Linked DNA regions of Mus musculus: region 1 is linked to region 2. Evidence: chromatin contacts called from public HiChIP or PLAC-seq data. All regions are on one chromosome and are shown on one strand. Each heading gives the region's core, a stretch centred on a gene start, on an enhancer-like site or on the middle of the called end of the contact. The rest is flanking DNA. Distances are from core to core; before and after follow the strand shown. Region 1 has its middle 110 kb from the start of Gm23680. Region 2 overlaps Epm2a (epilepsy, progressive myoclonic epilepsy, type 2 gene alpha).

The links. HiChIP or PLAC-seq counts read pairs in DNA pulled down with a chosen protein or histone mark.
Region 1: an H3K27ac HiChIP or PLAC-seq map of SST interneurons shows a contact between it and region 2, with 9 times the contacts expected there. The contact joins two enhancer-like sites. A contact is called at or near these places in 1 of 115 datasets of contacts at active chromatin or transcription factors (SST interneurons) and 1 of 9 other capture datasets (embryonic stem cells).

Annotation. Positions count from the first base shown.
Region 1 is chr10:12,247,421-12,251,473 of GRCm38.p6, forward strand. No RefSeq gene overlaps it. Among named protein-coding and RNA genes, the nearest start is that of Gm23680, 110 kb to the right of the region's middle. Within about 2 kb of position 1,616, at least 30 of the 459 cell types and tissues checked have an H3K27ac peak or open chromatin away from gene starts, as enhancers often do. A contact at or near this core is called in SST interneurons, where this site is marked.
Region 2 is chr10:11,448,038-11,451,649 of GRCm38.p6, forward strand. Epm2a (epilepsy, progressive myoclonic epilepsy, type 2 gene alpha) reads left to right here. Exons shown (of 4, transcript NM_010146.2): 3 at 605-846. Among named protein-coding and RNA genes, the nearest start is that of Epm2a, 110 kb to the left of the region's middle. Within about 2 kb of position 2,059, at least 26 of the 459 cell types and tissues checked have an H3K27ac peak or open chromatin away from gene starts, as enhancers often do. A contact at or near this core is called in SST interneurons, where this site is marked.

The sequences.
Region 1 (4,053 bases), core at 366-2,865, 800 kb after region 2:
TCAAACAGGCCTCTGACTTGACTTTTTGTGTCTCCTTCAGGACCATGAGGTCTCTTAGGCTATGTCACATCATACTCTGCCTCTGATCTTCTAATACTCTTTGACAGCACTCATGCTGTCCTGGGAGGATGTGTAAAACTACCCTTTCTCTCAGGCAACTAGCAACACCTTCAGGTACAAAAGACATCAAGCACAATCTCAAAGAAACTAATAACTTCTCAGTTCAACAACCATCTAGGATGAAGAACAAGATACCACAAACACTGAACCCACTTAACATGGGAAGAAATTAGAGTCCATAGTAGTTCCAATTATAGGTAAAATGTTTTATATTTGGACACGATATGTGACAATGTGAATTACTAGGACCCTCTCGATTGTTATAAAAAAAATAATGATGCTCATTTCAGTAGAATGCTGGCTGAGACCAAGGACCCTTCAGAAAGCAATCCTGGCTTTTGGGAGGTGGGGGCAAGGGGTCTGTGACCTAACACCACTGATTCTAGTGACTTTTTCTGCAAATGGGATTCCATAAATTCTGTTAACATTATAGTAAATCCACTTCAAGACAGAGGAGTGCAAAAATACCAGGATTAGAAAGCAAGAGATTCGTGACCTGGCTAGTATAAATCCCAGAAGACAAAGACTACTGGTTGGGCATGAGGAGGCTGAAATCCCATCATGGAAACTCACTCTCACCTCGTGGGACACAGAAGCTCCATGAACTCTGACCTTTGGGGACATCAATAAATTTACAACTGTGATTTTTTTTTCCCCAACATCTGGTAAGGCCACACTTAAATCACACTTTATTCAACTGGACACACCCTTTTCCCCAGAAATGGCCAGTTTTTCACTAACCAGTCAAGAGGTGGGTTCAGGTAGATCACTACACAACCAAGAAATGTAGCATATCTTGCATGCCCAGATTGGAGTATGAGGCTGCAAATGTACAACATTATGTGGGATATTGCCTGTTTGCTCTGTAAGCAAAGAGGTTAAAATATCAAGTATATTATTATCAGTAAAGATATTGGGCTGGCAGTGGTGGCACATGCCATTAACTCCAGCACTTGAGAAGCAGAGACAATTGGATCATTGTGAGTTCAAGACCAGCCTGAGCTGCAGAGTGAATTTCAGGAGAGCCTGGGCTGTACAACAAAGCAAACAAAAAAGAAAGAGATAGGAGAGAGAGAGAGAGAGAGAGAGAGAGAGAGAGAGAGAGAGAGAGAGCAGAAAATGCAAGGGAAAAAAAGAATATGGCACTGGCTCAGAATAGTATTAGGAACATCACTGAGAATAGCTCCAATGAGAGTCCCTGGCACACAGTATTTATTCCTGGTTTTCTTCTTTCACCAGTACCACAACAATTGACTGGCTCCCAATTCTGTAGTCACACATTTTCTTCATTGTTGGTACCACAAAATCAGAACAGAATGTTTTCGACAACACTCAGAACAGCAAGCATGCCATTCACAGCCCTGCAGGAAACACTGTAAAAAATGCTGTTACAGAAACTGATGTCTGAGAATTCATCAGTCCTCTGATGGAGACCTCACTGTGCTGTATGCCTAAGGTTGAATAAACACACATTATGCAGCTGTTGGCCAATCTGAATTGTGACATATGCTGAGTGGTTCCAGCGCATGCATTGCCTTTTCAGCCTGTGATTGGTGTGCTGTGATGAGTAACCATGACATCAGGGCAGGCAAAATGGGGAGATGGAAAAATGCTGTAATGCGTTCTCTGCCAGACCAACCTCCAGGAGGAAAAACAAATGCTAAGTGTCCAAGTTAAAATAAAAGGTACATAAAACATGATGTCAGTAATAGCTATTTTGAGATGTAAGCTGTGCTTCTATTCTGCCAGAGGGTAAAAATGTGTCCATTTTTCATTCAGATTAAAAGAAAAGCTGAGTGTCCTGCTATATTTTAAAGGCCAGTGACACTGTAATCTTTTCATCTTTCCTATCTCTAGCACTTCTGAGAGGTCTCCCTCCTTACAAATGTTACTCTGTGTCTGTAGTGATAAACTGCATAAATGGGGGTGTGAGATGAGCCCCATGTTTGCTCTCATCTGATGTTATAGACTTCCAGACTGGAAAAGCACTGACTGACTGGAATGATTTTTCCCAGAAATTAATGGTGTTCATTTCTGCTTGCACCTCTTTGGTTTGAGGGAAAGCTCCTTGATGAAGAATGCAAGAGGACCTGTAAGTCGGAGTCAGTTCATGTTGAAGCAGTGATGTTATTGTGCTGTTCAAAATGGCCATTTCTTAAGAACTGAACAACATGATTAAGAATGTCTTTAGTCTGCAATAGTTTAAGTTCTGTCACTTCATGGTTGTTTTGCGAATGACTTGTCCCTCTGAGTTCCAACTTCTTTCTCTACCCTATCACTGCTCTGTGGCTCTGCTGAGAAAACTCAAAACTTTGTATATGCAATGCCTCTGGACCCTCATGCATGAACATGGTTCTTTGTTTCTTGTTTGGTTGGTTGATCGGTTTGGTTTTGGGGTTGTGTTGTTGTTGATGTTGTTGCTGTGCCTGTTGCCATTGCAGTTGCCATTGTTGTTTCTCTTCTTCTTCTTCTTCTTCCTTCTCTTCCTCCCCCTCCCCCTCCTTCTTTCCTCCTCCTCCCCCTACCCCTCCCCTTCCTTTTCCTCTCCCCCTCCTCCTGCTGCTCCTCCTCCTCTTCCTCCTCCTCCTTCTTCTTGTTTATTTGTTTCACTTTGTGGACTATGTTAATCTTAAACCCCTAAACTCAAATTATTCCTCTGTCGCAGGCTTTTGAGTAGTCAGGACTAGCAGTATTCCCACCCCACCTGGCTGTTCCTCTTTTTATGGAGTCATGACTATTATTACCTCATGCTTATATTAGTCAAGATGACACCCATATAGAGTACTGCCTCACAATACCCTCTCAAAAATACTGAGGCTAATATTGTATTTCAGCTCTAGAGAGGAGTAGCTATATGTTTTGGCTGTGTCATCTACCAAGTCACTTTAAATGGGAATTACAAATTCTTCAGCACATACACATTGTTCACGAACTTGATCTGGTGCTAAAACAGGCATTAGAGACACAGCAGCAGGAAGGCAAAATCAACGCCTACTGTTCTGTCACAGAGGCCAGCACAAGGCAGCTCTGTACAGCCTCACAGTTTTTTCCTCTCAGTCATAGAGAATACCTCAGGGGGAACAGGGAGAACAGTCTTTATTCTTCACAAGGTAAAAAATAGCATCACTGAAAATTATCTAGTACTAAACTAATTATCTGGATACTAAACAGTATCTAGTTTGTTATCTAGTAGCAACTAGTAGCAAAGAGCTTAACAAATATTTCAAAATACTTATGACCATTATTCAAATGAGAAAACACACCTTTTGAAGCCTTGAGGCAATTGCTCAAGTGTCTGCTTTGTGAGGTAAGATCCCAGTCTCCAGTCACGGCCCTCTGATTGCTTAGTGGCCCCACTCACCTGCTTCACACCAAGGCAGCATTTAGCACCTGGTTCTATTTACTAAGTTCACATTCTCATCACTGTCCATGGTCCTCTCATAAGACCTAGCAGCAAATGGAAAGTTCACCCCATAAAGAACTTGAACTCTGTAGGCATTGTGGTACAGTCAGATTTCCTAACAAAAATTAATAAATCACCAGTGTGTATCTCCCTTTGGTTCAATTAGCTCATTGTATTCAGTACATTATATATGTCAGATTATGCACTAAATGTCAGTGAAGGGTCAACAAAAAACAGGCAAGTGCAGTGGTATGCATGCATAACTCTAGTATTAGGATGCTGAGACAGGAGGACTGTGAGATTGAGGCCAGCAGAGCTGTATCTTGAATTTCAAGCTATCATGAACTACATTACGAGCCTTGTCTCAAAAAAATTAATAAAAAAGAAAAATGTAAACATCAGATAAAGTCTTCTAAAAGCTTACTTTTGCTTTCTGATGATCAGACTTTGTAGTTTGTTTTGTATTCTTCAAGGGTCTTGCTATGGGACTATGACACAGTAGCACTGAGATATTGAATTATCTAATTTCA
Region 2 (3,612 bases), core at 809-3,308:
GCTGACTGTGAGCATCCACTTCTGTGTTTGCTAGGCCCCGGCATAGTCTCACAAGAGACAGCTACATCTGGGTCCTTTCAATAAAATCTTGCTAGTGTATGCAATGGTGTCAGCATTTGGATGCTGATTATGGGGTGGATCCCTGGATATGGCAGTCTCTACATGGTCCATCCTTTCATCTCAGCTCCAAACTTTGACTCTGTAACTCCTTCCAAGGGTGTTTTGTTCCCAATTCTAAGGAGGGGCATAGTGTCCACACTTCAGTCTTCATTCTTCTTGAGTTTCATGTGTTTAGCAAATTGTGAATTGATAGATTTTGTGTAACATTCATAGAGCACATACAACATGTTGAGTTTATTTTCATATGTTCCTAGATTTAGTTTCTATGTCCACTTCCTGTTGTGCTTGTTGATATCATAATAAGTTTTCCTGAAGCAGTAAAACAAGTAGTTTTAAAAACTAGTATTATTTCTTATATACTTAAAAAAAATCCAGCCTTATCAGATTGGAAGATGAATTGTACTTCAATAGCATATGTTGTATGCAGATGCTGAGAACTCAAGTTAGAACCTTAGTAATGGTTGACCCCGTATGTTCTTTCTAGAATTCTACCAAATATCTGGCTGGGTAGCTGCCCTCGCCAACTGGAACATGTGACCATCAAACTGAAGCATGAACTGGGAGTTACAGCTGTCATGAATTTCCAGACTGAATGGGATATCATCCAGAATTCTTCAGGCTGCAACCGCTACCCTGAACCCATGACTCCAGACACCATGATGAAGCTGTATAAGGAAGAAGGCTTGTCCTACATCTGGATGCCCACTCCAGACATGAGCACTGAGGGTAAGGGCCAGAAGTAGCACTCGGATTCCTTGCTGAATTTGCTTCAGGGACCTGTTTGTCTTCCTCTCATCTATAACTGAATGTCTAAACTCTGAATTATAAAAGTGGAATCAACATAGGGATTTAGATTTAATATGCATTTAGACACTTTGACAGGATTCTGTTTAACGTGGCTTCATATATATGTGTGTATGGAGCATACAGTCCCTAAGGGATGGCAAGTCTTAATGAATGAACTAAAGTAGGGGTTTAAAAGCACAATGGGTTGGTTATAAAGACAGACAGATATTTTGGGGAGCTTGCGTAGATAATCTAGAAAGGCTTTTGAGGCCGTGATGCCTGAGGTACTGGGGAGTGGCTTTGCAGTGACTGGGGAGAGGGCACGAGGAAGAGGAGAGGATGGAAGAAATAGCGATGTAGAAGAATCTCTATGCCCTGATAGGATGTGGCACCTTGTAGGAACTGAAAGACCAGTGTGGCTAAAGAACTGAGAATATGAAAATACCCCCAGGACTTGAGCTACAGTAGCAAACGATGTTACATTGTCAGAATAGCTTCAGCAGGGAAAAAGGTGGGAAGCCGGGGAGGGTGGAGGTCCTTTTTGTTTTAGTTTGTTTACCAAAAGTATATCTATTGCTGCAGGAACAGCTTGCAGCTGGGTCTGGGAGTCCAGTGAGGTGGGTGTAGTAAGATGGGTAATAATCTGGAAGGTGAGGCCCTGGGCTGTGGGGAGGAGCATGGTAGTTAGTGAGGCAGCACTGACTGGGCAAGCATGCGAGACCAGTCTTTATGAATGGGTTATGCGGTCGGGTACAGCTGGGGAAGCAGGTGACTAAGTCATAGATGTGACATAGTATGTAAGCGGCAGTAAGGTAAGTTCAGAACCAATTACAGCGCAGAGAAGAGTGGACAATGAATGATGTGATGTGCTCTGGAGATTATGGCTTGTCTCTGACGGGGGCAGATAGGCAGACTACACGATTTCCGGGGCGTTTGAAGTGGGCCTGGCTTGGATGGGAGATGTGGGCAGAGAGAGGAAAATGAGAGGGCAAGGAGGAGCACAGACGAAGGCGCAGAAGCTCGGGCTTGTAGAAGAGCCGGCTATAGATGCAATAGACAGTTGCTGAAAAGCAGGTCTAACTTTTCCTTCCGGTAAAAGAGCCACCTCTCTACGACAGTATTAGTAACGTGTCAGCAGGGGGCAGCAGAGAGCTGTAGAGTGCATGGGTTTGGGGCGTTTGAAGATTTGCTCTTCTGGGTAAGAATGGCATTGAAGCCAGGCCAGGAAGCTCGAAAACGTTTCTCCCCATCCAGCTCTCTCTCGGTGTAATGCATGCTACGTCTCCACCCCTCTCATGAACGAAATGGATTAACTCGTCAGCTTCAGGGAAGATTCTAGGCAGACATTGTAGTCACCCCATTTTGCAGAGGAAAAGACAGGTACAAAATGGTTATGTAACTTAAGACTGAAATGTGGAAAGACATTCCACATTTCAGGGGTGTCATTCTGTGTCACAGAACTGCTCCCAAAGCCAGGCTGCGAAGCCGCAACTGCGCGTTTCTTTGTACGCTTCAGGCAGAGTCCCCAGACCCACGTAATTTCTGTTCTTTGTGTTCATGATTAGTTGCAAAGCTACGAACTGAGGGGACATAGCTTATCTCCCAGAAACCAGAGGTCTGTAAAACAGAACATCTTGAGGACCATAGGAAACCCATGTCACTGGCCACCTTGACACTTCAAAGACATCAGGTGGAATTTAAGGCATTTTCTTGAGGCTAAACCCCAAACCAGACAGAGTTTATATCAGCAGAGAGAAGGACAGCTTAGCTCTCTGGAGATCGTCTGTCTGGTTTTAAGACAGTCAAAGAATTGTTCGAGCCTTCAACTGTAGCACAGAGATTTTGATTTGGCGTCTATGGTTCTAATTCCACAGCATCATTGCCCACCTGGGTAAACAGGAGGGGACAGGCAGGCAGGGAGCAGTTGAGCCATTAATTCTGCTACTCCACCCTCCCCTTCCCATGCTCTGCTAACTGAAGGGTCCCAGGTCTAAAAGGGAATTTTCTCAGTAGTTTGGTTTCATCTTTCTGCTGGGAGCCATTGTAGTTGTATTCAAAGCATGGTTGTGGGGGGGTCACTGGGTCACCAGGTCAGGGTGTCTATGGCTATCTCCAATGCAGAGCTATCATAGCAACAGGAAGAGAGCCAAGAAGCCCACAACTGCCATAGCACAAACACTGACACCGAATAAAAGATTTGGTTCAGTTGGACCTTGACAGGTTATCAAAGAGTTAACCATTTCAGAGTGGCAGGGTGACTTTCTTCCAACAGATTAATCTATGTAGCTTATAATTATAGACCAATGCACATATAGATTCCCCCACCCGAGTATTTTTAGAACACCAGGGGGAGGGGGGTGGGATCTGTCTGGAAGCATTCTGAGCTGCTGCATAATGCTGTCAGGTGAAGTCTGGAAGGAGAGTCTGTTAGACTCAATTGTCATAGAGCGGCTGCAGTCAATTGTCCTATCGATCCTTCCTGTTGTACACTTTGTCATATAAGGACGACTAGCTTAGATATCTTCCTTTTCAGTTCTCCTTTTTAAAAAATGGCTCCTCTCTTTCACCTGGGGAATGAAAAAAAAAATCTCCAAGTCAAAGGAATAAACTGCGTTTGCTCATTAAACCCCCCTTCTCAGGGGGAAGTTCCATTGAGTGCTGCTCTCTGCTCTGTTCCTGTAACAGCTTAGCTCTTTCCTTCCCAGT